Linked DNA regions of Rattus norvegicus: region 2 is linked to region 1. The links are chromatin contacts, called in public Hi-C maps. All regions are on one chromosome and are shown on one strand. Each heading gives the region's core, a stretch centred on a gene start, on an enhancer-like site or on the middle of the called end of the contact. The rest is flanking DNA. Distances are from core to core; before and after follow the strand shown. Region 1 has its middle 57 kb from the start of Casz1. Region 2 holds the start of Casz1 (castor zinc finger 1).

Region 1 (5,787 bases), core at 1,870-4,369:
CCATACTAACCTTCTACAGGTCGCCTTAGCATAGGCTAGGTTCTGGAAAAATGACAACTCCCCCAAGTCTCCTACAGCCAGATTTGAACCTGGGTCCTGCCTGGGTCCTAACTAGTCCCCAGTTACTCGCACCTAGTCCTTCTGGCTCAAGGCCTTTGTGCTTCTTCTTCTCCTCCATGTGCTGCTGCCCTCAGCCAGGCCTTTAAGGACTCAGTTGTGACCTTGGTGGTCCTGTGTGGACATGCTCATGGCTCCTCATCTTCCCGCCTCAAGTCACTAAGATTGATCTGCTCACCCACATGGCAGCCACCATGAAGGTCCTCAGTACAACTTCAGTCACCACACGCATATGAACTGGCTTCACTCCTCTAACAGCCAAGGAGCCATGGTGACCACTGCCACCAGCACCGTCATCACGGTCCCGGTCTTTACAACCACACTGTCACCATGATCTCTCCCTTCACCATCACAGACACCACATTCACCATCGACACCACAACCACCACCATGGTCCCCACCTCCATCATCCCGAACATCAACCACCACCACCACCATCACTGTCCTCACCACCACCACAGACGCCGTGATTTCCGTCATAATCACCACCCTCAGGATCACCATGGTCTCAACGTCATAATAATCACAACCCTTACCAGCATCACAAGTGTTATCACAAACCCACCAGTCACCGTCACAGCCCCCCCATCACTATCACAGCCTCCCCCATCACCATCACACACCCCCATCATCATCAAAGCCCCCCATCATCATCGTCACTATTATTAAGCAGTATCCACATCACCATATGCCACGGTCATATTAGGTTCTGTCATCACCTCTCCTGATCTTTTCCCTTTCTCTTTCCCAGTCATCACCATCACCATCATCATCCCCACCACCACCATCATCACCATCACTATCATCACCATCATCACCATCACCACCATCACCATCATCATCACCATCATCATCACCACCACCACCACTATACCACCATCACCATCACCACCATCACCATCAGCACCATCACCACTACCATCACCATCACCATCACCACCACCATCATCATCATCAAGGATGACTTCAATAGCATAACCCTCTGTTACCAACATGGAGGATTTTGTAAACCTCTTCCCTCAAGCCTGACTCCCAAATCTAAGCCAGTGCTGCTGTCAGGGCAGGAAAGTTCCTCCACAAGGTATAGAGTCCCTGCTTCCAGGCGATCTCCCTGAAGCCAGGGCAGCAACCAGGCTGAAAATCTTCCATGTCCCCAGGGGCTGTGTTTGCCTCTGTTCTCTTACCCAGTCAGTTCCTTTGCCTGGAATGTGTCACCTCTGTGAGATGATTGCCTGAGAGCCAGCCTCCCCTGGAAGCTTCAGACCCTAGGTTAGGGAGCCTGTTCTGTTCTTGGGACCAGTCCTGCCCACTTAGGCTATGGGCCCTAGCACCCAGGGTGCACATATCTTCTATGTACTCTATTCTCACACACACCCACACACACCCACACACACACCCACCCACCCACACACACACACACACGCATACACACACACACAGAGTAACAGTCACACACACATACATAGAGTAACAGCCACACACACACACACTGACACACATACACACATACTCACACATGTGCATCCACACACATGCACACTCATACACATGCACATACTCAGTAACACACGCACTCACACAGTAACAGTCACACACTCACACACATACACACACACTTACACACATGCATCCACACACATGCATACACCCAGTAACAATCACACACAGCAACACACACACATACATATACACTTACACGTATGCACACACCTAATAACAGTCACACACACACACACACACACACACACACACACACACTGTGCTTCTTGAGGGCAGGCTGAGTCCTCAGTCCTTTGTCCTTAGCACAGGGCGTGGCTCAGTAGTTTCCAGACACGTCTGAAGAATGAATGAACGCAAGCTGAATGTGTGTGTGTGTGTGTGCGCGCACGCGTGTGTGTGTGTGTGTGTGTGTGTGTGTGTGTGTGTGTGTGTGTGTGTATGCAGAGTGAGAAAGCGAGAAAGCAGATGGGGAAACAGGATGAGGTCTCAGTGGGAATCCCCTCATGTAAAGCCTGACTCCCATACACTCCATTAGCCAAAGAATGCCACAGCATTTGGGGGAAGTGCAGTCAGGGTCACCTACCCTCTAGCCTGGCCTTCTCCTCTGGGACCCCCAATCTGAGGAAGGTGGAGGAAGAGGAGGTGGGCCATTATCCCTCTGGGCCTTATATCTGTGGCCCCCACTTGACCCTGTTACTCCTTTAAGACAGGCTGTATGTGGCCCCCACTGACCCGTTACCCCTTTAAGACTGGCCGTGCAGCCTCCCTTTGCTTGGTGAAACTGTTCAGTTTTCGGACAGGACAGAGGAGGGGGGTGGGGGGGAGGGCACACCTGTTGTGGAACTTGAGAGAAGACTTATTTATAAATGTTCAGGCCTCGGGATTCTTGCAGAGCTGATGTCCGGAGGGGAAGGTCACCAAAATGCTTGTTTATAAAAGCAACAGCAACTGGGAACACCGTAAACGGGCTAAAGGATGAAATTAACAAGCCCTCGGAGGCGGGGCACGGCGGGGCACGGCGGGGCACTGCTGGAACTGCACTGGCCAGGGTGCCACCACTGGGCAGGGCCCCAGGCCTGCCTCCAAGCCAGGTCCCTCCCAGCCCCAGCTGCCCTGACTGCCCCTCAAACCCCAGCAAGCCCCGGTGCCAGCCCCCATGCCTGTCCTTGGCACAAGCTGTCCCTTTATTACCACCAAGTAGCCACTGCTTTGTCCCCTCGCGGCCCCCAAATGTACCACGTTAGTGCTAGATTGGGGGTATGTTTTAATTTTAGCTCTCAGAGGCCAGACCTGACTCTCCAGGCTGCCCAGGGAGGGCTTGCCCCACCCAACACACACACACACACACACACACACACACACACACACACCACACACACACACACACACACACCTCCTCCCAGGACTCTCTGTTCAATTCCTAGTTTCAGGAAAGCTGTGTCTTCCTTGGGTGACTGATGGCTGAACAGGTGGCTTCTGGGTAGAGAGTGTCAAGTGAACAGCAGTGAGAAGTGGCCCTTTTATGGCTCACTTTCCCTGCCTGCCTAGCCTTGACCTTGGCTGCTCACGGTTCTGGGAATGCCCCACCCCACCCCACCCCATCAGGGCCTGCCTGTGTTGGGCTGCCCACCAGCAGACCCCACTCCAGCTTGTGGCCCAGCAGGAAGAAGGCTGTAAGTAATCCTGGGGGACATGGGACAGCCGAGAGGGAGGGAAACTGAGCCCTGCCCTCCTCCACATGCTGACACAATGCACACACTGCACATGTGTCTCACGGGCACAAGGAAACTGTCACACGAAGACAGCTCCTGGTCTAGAGGCCCCTGCCTCTCAAGCTCCTACCTATATTAGCAAGCACCGGCCAAACTCCATTACAGCCAGTGATACAGTTTACAGCCCCACCCCCGGCCACATTCTCTCCCTCTCCCATCCCAGGCATGCGTGTACATGAGGTGTCTCCATCCACATCAGCATCTCTGTGTGCCATTAGCATCTTCCTACCTTTCCTCCTCCTCCTCCTCCTCCTCCTCCTCCTCCTCCTACTCTTCTCCCTCCCTCCTCTCCCTCCTCTTCTCCCCTCTCTTCCTCCTCTTCTTCCTCCTGCCCTTCCTCCTCTTTCTTCTCCTGGGCCAATCACCATCTCTACAGTTCTCTTCCCCTCTTCTCTCCTTCTCTTGTCCACACCTCCGCCTGCCCTGCCCCCTCCTGGGCTCTGTCCCTGTTACAGAACACTTGCAGCCAGCACATGGCCTCCGCACACTGGACGCCGTAAATGACATCGTCAGGTCTATTTTTTTCCCTCTGCCTCACTGTTCCGAGTCCCTAAGGAGAATCCAGCTTCAGCGTGTCCCCTTGCTGTGGGCCGTGTGAGAGAAGCGGGTGATATTCTGATTTCTTAGTGACTCTTGAGCCCCTGGAAGTCCTGTGCCCACTCCTTTCCCCAGGAACTGACAGGCCTGCCCCAGAGGCTTCTTGGCATGGGTGCAACAAACTTACTGGTCTTTCTTGGGTAGGGGAGATTGTTGGGTCCCGGGTAAGAGATCCGGGTGACTTGGCAGTGAATGGACCAGGAGGGACACTGGCCATGTTCCCCTTGGTTCCTGTGACTCTGTGCACAGGAAGTCACAGCTCCCTCAAAATGCTCTGACTTCAGGTATAAGGATAGAGGCACGAGAAACCCTGGGAGCCCGGAAGAGCCCCTGTTAGAAATTACTCTCCGCCAGCCCCATACTCAGAAGGAATCCTACCCTCTCTTCATCAACAGCCCTTAAATGTATAGAGAAGACAGCAAGGTCCCTCTCTACAACTCAACTAGGACAAGACACTGAGCAAGCCTGGACCAGTGTGTAAATAACAGGTGTAGTGGTCCTCAAACCCAGGGCAGAAATCAGGTAGGCCTGAGAGTCTCCAGCCTGAGCCCCTCCCCCACTTGCCCTTGACCTCCACTTTTCTTCATGGGCCTCACTCACTTATTCACTCACTCACTCACTCACTCACTCACTCACTCACTCATTGGGCTAATGTTTGTTGAACACCTACTATGTGCCAGTACCAAGCACCTACTATGTGCCAGCACCTACTATGTGACAGCACCAAGCACCTACTATGTGCCAGTACCAGGTAAATTAATCCTACTGGCTGAAAGGAAGGAGCAGTCAACAAGAAAACTGTTTTCTTACTGGTCAGAATGAGTTTAGTTGCTTGATCACTGCCCAGGGGGATCAAGGCCTCCTGGGAGTGGGGAAAGGGGAAGCGTGAAGAGACATATTTACCTCAAGTCCCTCCCTCCGTCTTGCAGGAGTCGGAATCCCCACTACCTCTGATCACAAATTGGGCAGATCTCTCTTGAGTGAATAACTGTGGAATAGTCGCTTCCCTGGTTGGATATAGTCTCTCGAAACACACAGCGGCACACCTCTACGTGTGGCTTCTTTTGATGACAGAACCACCCCTGGGGCAAGAGCTAGTAAAACAAGACTACTAACAATGAAGACACTGAGGCTCAGAGAGGTTAAGGGAATTGTTGAATGTCACACAGCTTGTAGAGTCTGGGGCAGCAGATTACCTACATGTCCACATTCCTGAATCTCTTTCCCACTGGAACCATTTCTGGTTCCAGAACAAAGAGAAACTGCCTGTAGCTTGATTGGACAGGAAGAAATGGTGGAAAAAGGTTTTGTCCCCCACTTTTTAAGACATCTCTCTCCATCCAAGTCCCCTAGACCCATACCGCTGGCCCTCTCCTCTACCTTTCTCCTGGGGAACCACAAATGATACAGCTGGCTGTGATTCCAGGCCCCAGTGCCAGCCTGGTTCTCCCCCTCCAGGCACACCGGGAAGAGAGCAAGGCTGGGTCTCTGGGCTCCAGCTTCCATTGTCTGCTCCAGACCCCATCAGCGTGTGTGCGCGCTGCAATTACCCATCAACTCCCCTGCCCCAGGCTGTCGTGGAGGCCCCCCGTCCCCAGTGATTTGGGGGGAAGGGGGTTATTACAACTCGCAAAACCTTAAATTAAGAATGAATAAGAGCAGCGTCGCATGCCACTTCTGAAAGGCTGCCAGCAGGGCTGGGGTGGTGACGGGCGTATTGTGCTCCGTGCTGTCGGAGGGGAAACTGACGGATTCTAGGACGGGGTGAAGACTGGAGGTGGAGGTGTCGGCAGCTACCTGT
Region 2 (5,787 bases), core at 1,743-4,242, 57 kb before region 1:
TTAAACAGGAGGCATAAGATCGCTGGAAACCTGATTACTGAAGTTGAACAATATTCCCCATAAACCCTCGTTAACCGCCTCTAAGGTGGCTAACAAGATAGGGTGAGGGGGTGTCTTTCGGATGCGCCAGGTTCCGGGAAGACTGACGCTGGACGCTGCAGAGGTGGAAGAAGTTTCCCCTTCTCTGTCCAGGAAAGGGTCTGAGAGCTGCAGTGAGGGGCGAAGCACAAAAAGCCAAAGTTTGGGAAGTGGGAAAGTGGTTGCAATTGTGTGATACAGTGCGGGGCGGACGCCCCGGACGCACCGCCTGGCCACCGCCAGGGCTCGAGCTAAGCGCTTTGCGCTTGGGCGCGGATCTGCCCAGCGCCCCCTCCGGGCACGTGGAGTGCAGTCAGGGCGCAGCCCCGGGGGATCTACTACCCCCCGCCCCACGCCTGGCGCAGCTGCTCCTGCTCAGCCGGGACAGCTCCCTTTAGGATGGCGGCGTGTGTGTGTGTGTGTGTGTGTGTGTGTGTGTGTGTGTGTGTGTGTGTGTGTGTGTGTGTGTGTGTACGCGCGCGCGCTCTGGGCACGGGGGGGGGGGTCACCAACGTTACCAGACGATCTGTTTTTCAGTTCCCTTGTGCGCTCTCACCGCGCGCCTGTACCAGCTTGGAGGCGGCCTAAATTTACCAACTTTGTCTAGAGACTACTCCGGTCTTTTACCCTATCACACCCCCAACCTCTGTGACTGTACTAAGAATTTGCTGGACAGTTACACACAAACCGAGGGCCGCGCCCCCCAGACTCCTTTGGAGACACTCTCAGTCTCCCCAACATTCTGCCGGGTTTAGGGGAGCTCCAGCTCGGAGGAGGGTTATTATCCCTGCTGAACACATCTTCCACCCAGGCACCCACACCTTCACCCTTCCCAGAGTGATTGGATGGAAGTCCTCGCCGCACCCAGGCCGGCTTCGCGAGCCGAGGCTGAATCTGGAGAAACTTGTCTGCAGGGAGAAGAACGGTCCCTGGCCTCACTCCTCTCCTCCCCCAACTCGGGACCCCGGTCGGGGAAGACTTGGAAGAAGAATCTGTGCCCACCCCCTAGAGAAAAATCTATTATTATGATCTTAATCTACGCCCCCAAAGTGTCCCTCCCGCTGTGATTGACGGCGCATACACCTGTTCCCCTCGCAGAGGAGAGTCCAAACGCTGGGGACAGACATTCGCTCAACCGCTTCTCCGCGGCCCAGCGCCGGCCCGCTCCCGGGCACCCCCGCCCGTAGCCCCAGTGCTCCCCTAGCCTAATCTCTCCACCCCAGGAGGCCGCCCACTCCCCTCCCAGGTCCCGCTCCCCGGCTCTCTCGCTCCCGGTCACGCTGGCTTCGAAAAGAGAGAGAAAGAACAGAAAGCAAAACTTCCTGGCGGCCGACGGTCATCAGCTGCACATTCTGCAAATGCCACCGAGTAAAAATAAACCGGCCGCCGCTCCGCCCGGCCGGCTCACCCCGGGCGCACGACTCAGCCCCCTGTCCCGGGAGGTCCGCGGCTGTGGGTCTGTCTGGCAGGGTCCCCTGATTCCCGCGCACCCCTCGGAGCCCCGCTCCCCGACACTCTGTCAGTTACCACTTGACGCTCCTGTAGAGTGAAGGTCGACCCAAGTGTCCCGGTGGCCCAGCCCTCTCCCCTTAACTGTCCCCTGTGCCCCTACATATTACTCTCCTCTCTGTCCTCTACCAGGAGCCTATTTCAATCCCGTGTCCTCTCCACAGGCTAAGCCCCTAGGTCCTCCTCAGCCCACCTAGGGTCACAGACCCCGCCCGATCCTCTCCAACCCCTGGAGAGGGCCCCCACCTCCGGCGCCGGAGCTCAGCGCTCCACCCGCAATCGGGCCTGCCAACCCAGCGTCCCAAGTCCCCGGGCGCAACTTCTCTCTCCGCTCACACAGTAGCCGCCACAACTCCCCCGGAACTTTTCCCCAGACCCAGGGCGACCTCCAGCCGACAGCAGAACGGTGGGAGCCAGTACCCAGTGTTGCAAGCCTGAGCCCGGGGAGACTTGGGGGTGGGGGGAGAGAGTGAGAAGCGCCACTTGCCGCGCTTGGAGCGGCGCACTTGAGATAAACTTCCCAGGCACGGATAGAAAAGGGGGCGCCGCTCCCCCGACCCCAGAACCCTCTTGCCTTTATTTTCCCACCCGGAGCTCCCCTTGACACCCTGCGCCTACGCGAACACTGCCTACCTCTGCTGGCAGAACACACACCCCGGTGTCGGGGCACAAGAGCCGGCTAGAGGAGATCCCCACCCACCCCTTCCCTTGGGCAAAGTCTTGCAAAGTCACCCCAGAAGCCCCTCACCCCTTCCTCCTTCTCTCCTCCAGACAGCTCATGATCCCCCTGCAGCAGGAGGGGGCGTGGGAGAAGGAACGATCACCCAGTATTGGCAAGCACCTGCGCCCCCAGCCCACTGCGCGGAAAGCGCCCCCACCCTAGTTGTGAAGTCCTTTACTCGTGCCCGGCACCTCCCCCTCTTCTCCCCTACCCCGCCGACCCCTCAGCTGGAGTAAGTGACCCCCCAGGAGCTGCAGCCCTCCCTCCATTGGAGCGGCTCGCCGGGCATTCCCCTGGTCACTGCGGGCGACGCGCCGCCCCGCGCCGGGGTGCCAGCCCTCTGTGCCCCCTACCTCCGGTACGGCCGGAGTTGGGTGGCAGCCGCCGCTCGTAGGCTGACTGGCTCGGTCGTTCGCTCGTTCGCCCGCTCCCAGCTGCAAGCGGCAACCCGGGGGTAGTGGGCTGCACCGGGACAGGGGTGAAGCCTGGAGGCGCCCCAATATGCCCGCAGAGGTGGAGGGCTTGAGGGGGCCGCGGTGGAAAGAGCGCCGAGTCTCTTACCTGCACTTGGGGCGGCTTTGGGTGACTTTCCAAGTCCGGGGAAAAATGTGTGTGTGTTTGGGATGGAGCGCCGCGGGCGCGCATGCGCGACCAAAGTTGCCGGATCCCGGATTTTTCTCTCCCAGTCTCCGCTCTCGCCCGCTGTGATTATGGAATTCTCCGCGGCCGAACAGGCGAGTGGGTGGCATGCAAAACCCGGGCCGGATCCCGGGGCTGGGCTCCGTTCCACCCTCACACCCCCAGACCTTCCCCTCTAGCATTCTTCCCACCCACCACCTAGGCTGGGCTCCGCGTGCGCGCGCGGCAAGATCGGCCAGCGAAGCGGCATCGGAGCCCGCTGTCCCTTTTGCTGCTCCGGAAGGTTTCTACACCCTCTGAATGGAGTTGAGATTGGGACAGAAGAAAGGGACAAGGGTGCGTTACTTTCCAGCTATTCAGAACCCTTCGACACCCCGAGTTTGGCTCCCACTTTTTCAATGAAAATTGACTCTTTTTTTTTTCAAGCCAGACAGTTTAGAAGGTTCGAATGAAATCTTCGGTGTTTGGTATTTTCTCTGCTCTTACTGTCTGCAAAGGGGAGTTTTCATTTAGCCCCTTATGCGAGAAATAAATTCTTGAGCAAGACAGGCCACGCAGAATGACCTTACTCTGTGCGTGGGAGGAGGGCAAATCATGTGCATTAGAACGATAATGCTGCAAAGTGGAAGATCCACGGGAAAGCAGAGCGTCTCGGGAGAGCGGATCCTTTGGCCTGGCAGTGGGAGGTGACGGCCTCTTTCATCTCCCTTGAAGGCTTGCATCTTTTGCAGGGCCTCCTAGCTGTCTACACGGACAGGGACATGGGTCCTAGGGCCCTACAGCCTGGCCCTGCCTTTCCCAGCCAGGTTACCACACCCAGCACGGACTCGTTAACGATACCCATTTTTTTGCCTACTGCAGAAATTCAGGATGTAAATTCAGGAAGTGACACAAAAGAAAAGAAAAGGAGAAGGGACCGCCCCCCTCCCCAGGCAAGATGAGCGAGAAACTGACCACCCCACTGTAGTTCTAGATAGGTAAATTATTAATTGGATAAATGGACAAAGCTGCAAAGCAGGACCCAACTTCAAGATGTGCTTTACACAGTGAGTTCTCCTCGGAGGAAATGACGCCCCGCTGCTCAACCATGCTACTGAGGCCTACTCTAAAGATTTTGCTTCGTGGACCCCACATCTTGCCTGGCAAGCCCTAGGACAGTCCTCTGCTGGGATGTGTTCCTGGCCCTGCTGTGAGCTCAAAGTTCATTGGTCCAGTCGCAAATGACTAGAGTCTGAGGCTCTCTAGCCCTGAGGTGGTAGAGTGCCTCATAGCTGTTAGGTGTCTCACCCTCCTTCGATGCTGTGGTGAGTGACAGCTGGTGTCATACTAGCAGGAAAATAAACTGGAGAGAAACAAAAACAAAAGCAAACAAAACAAACAACAACAAAAATCCAACCCCCCCACTACTCAGATTTGTCAGCCCCCAAAGAGCAGATTTGGGGGTCTGGACACCCCCAAAATCCACCAGTTCATTTTGTTATCTCCCCTCTTTATCCCAAGAATTAACAGGAGTCGTCTGCGGCCACAGCAGACCCTGGCCTATCTCGCCTTTTCTCTCCCACCCAAGGGTCTCCCTAGCCCCAGGCTTTTTACTCACCCAAGTATCTCTGAGATACTTGAGCCTGGTGACTCAGGAGAACACATGCCCTCCCTGCCCCAGCCCTTCCCACGCCCAGAGATCTCCAGCTCAATCCTGCCAGCCTACACAGAGAGAAACTGAGTCACTGTCATCTGAGAGGTGGCCAAGTAGGCCTCCTAACTTATGACAAGGTCCACATTCACCACTGCAATGGCAGCGGCAGCAGCAGCATAAAGAAGCAGTTAATGACTTGAGTTGCAGGGGCAGATCTCCAGCCACTCCTCAACTGGGTGACCTTGGATGAGAGACATTTGACCTCTCTGTACCTCAGTTGGCCCAACTGTGAAATGGGCACGATAAAAGTACCTCAGTTGACCCAACTGTGAAATGGGCGCGATAAAAGTATTGCTGCCTGGGAGTGTTTCGAGACTACCATAAGTCAATGCGGGGGTAAAAGGGCTTGGGCCAAGGTATTGATCCCTAAGTGCCAGTAACTGTCATTGTTCCTGGGGACATCCAGTACTCCTTCCTTCCTGTCCTCTCTCCATCCCTTCTTGTCCTCAGTCTGGAATTTGTTTGGTTGTCTGGAGTAGTCTTTTGCTCCTTTGTTCACTGAGTGGGTACTTGTTGAGTCCAACAACACTCCACAGTGGGAGACAGAGCTGAATTAGACAATGAGCGAGGCCCGGCCAGGAAGGGGATGGTGACAGATTTTGCTAGTCTTTCTACATCATCGTCATCATCAGACCCACCTCCGTTCCTTTTATCAGCCTCAACACCCTTGCCTACTAGAAGCGTTCCCACTACATATTCCTTTCCACCTTTCCCTCAGCATCAAACCTATCTCTCCCACTAAACCTCCATTAACCCATTTATTCTTCACCCACTTTTTTCCTCAGGAGTCCTATAACCCTCTCTTAATGGGTTCCTCAATGGGAACCTTACCTGTGTAAGTAACTAGCATCTTGGACAGGCTGAAGGTCAGAGAAGGCTCCTGTTGGACCCCAACACCTTTCCACAACTAACTCGAGATAAAATAATTATATATTATATATAATTATTATAATATAATATAATATTATATATAATTATATATATATTATATATATATATGGCTAGAAGAGATTACATTCTAAAAGTAGGCTTCCGTTCACTGGCTCAGCCATTTCCCCTGCTGTAGCTCTTGGCCTTTCTCTGTTGCTTTATCCTGTTTGTGGCTATACAATGAGTTTGCTTATACGTGGATTCCTGTTTCCTTTCT

The links. Hi-C and Micro-C count contacts between places; a contact is called where the count stands out from the background.
Region 2: a contact with region 1 is called in a Hi-C map of liver, with 2.5 times the contacts expected there. The contact joins the promoter of Casz1 here to the enhancer-like site in region 1. A contact is called at or near these places in 3 of 12 Hi-C or Micro-C datasets (liver, mammary epithelial cells and psoas muscle).

Annotation. Positions count from the first base shown.
Region 1 is chr5:164,467,508-164,473,294 of GRCr8, reverse strand. No RefSeq gene overlaps it. Among named protein-coding and RNA genes, the nearest start is that of Casz1, 57 kb to the left of the region's middle. Within about 2 kb of position 3,119, at least 2 of the 93 cell types and tissues checked have an H3K27ac peak or open chromatin away from gene starts, as enhancers often do.
Region 2 is chr5:164,524,317-164,530,103 of GRCr8, reverse strand. Casz1 (castor zinc finger 1) reads right to left here and starts at 2,992. Exons shown (of 21, transcript NM_001427668.1): 1 at 2,870-2,992.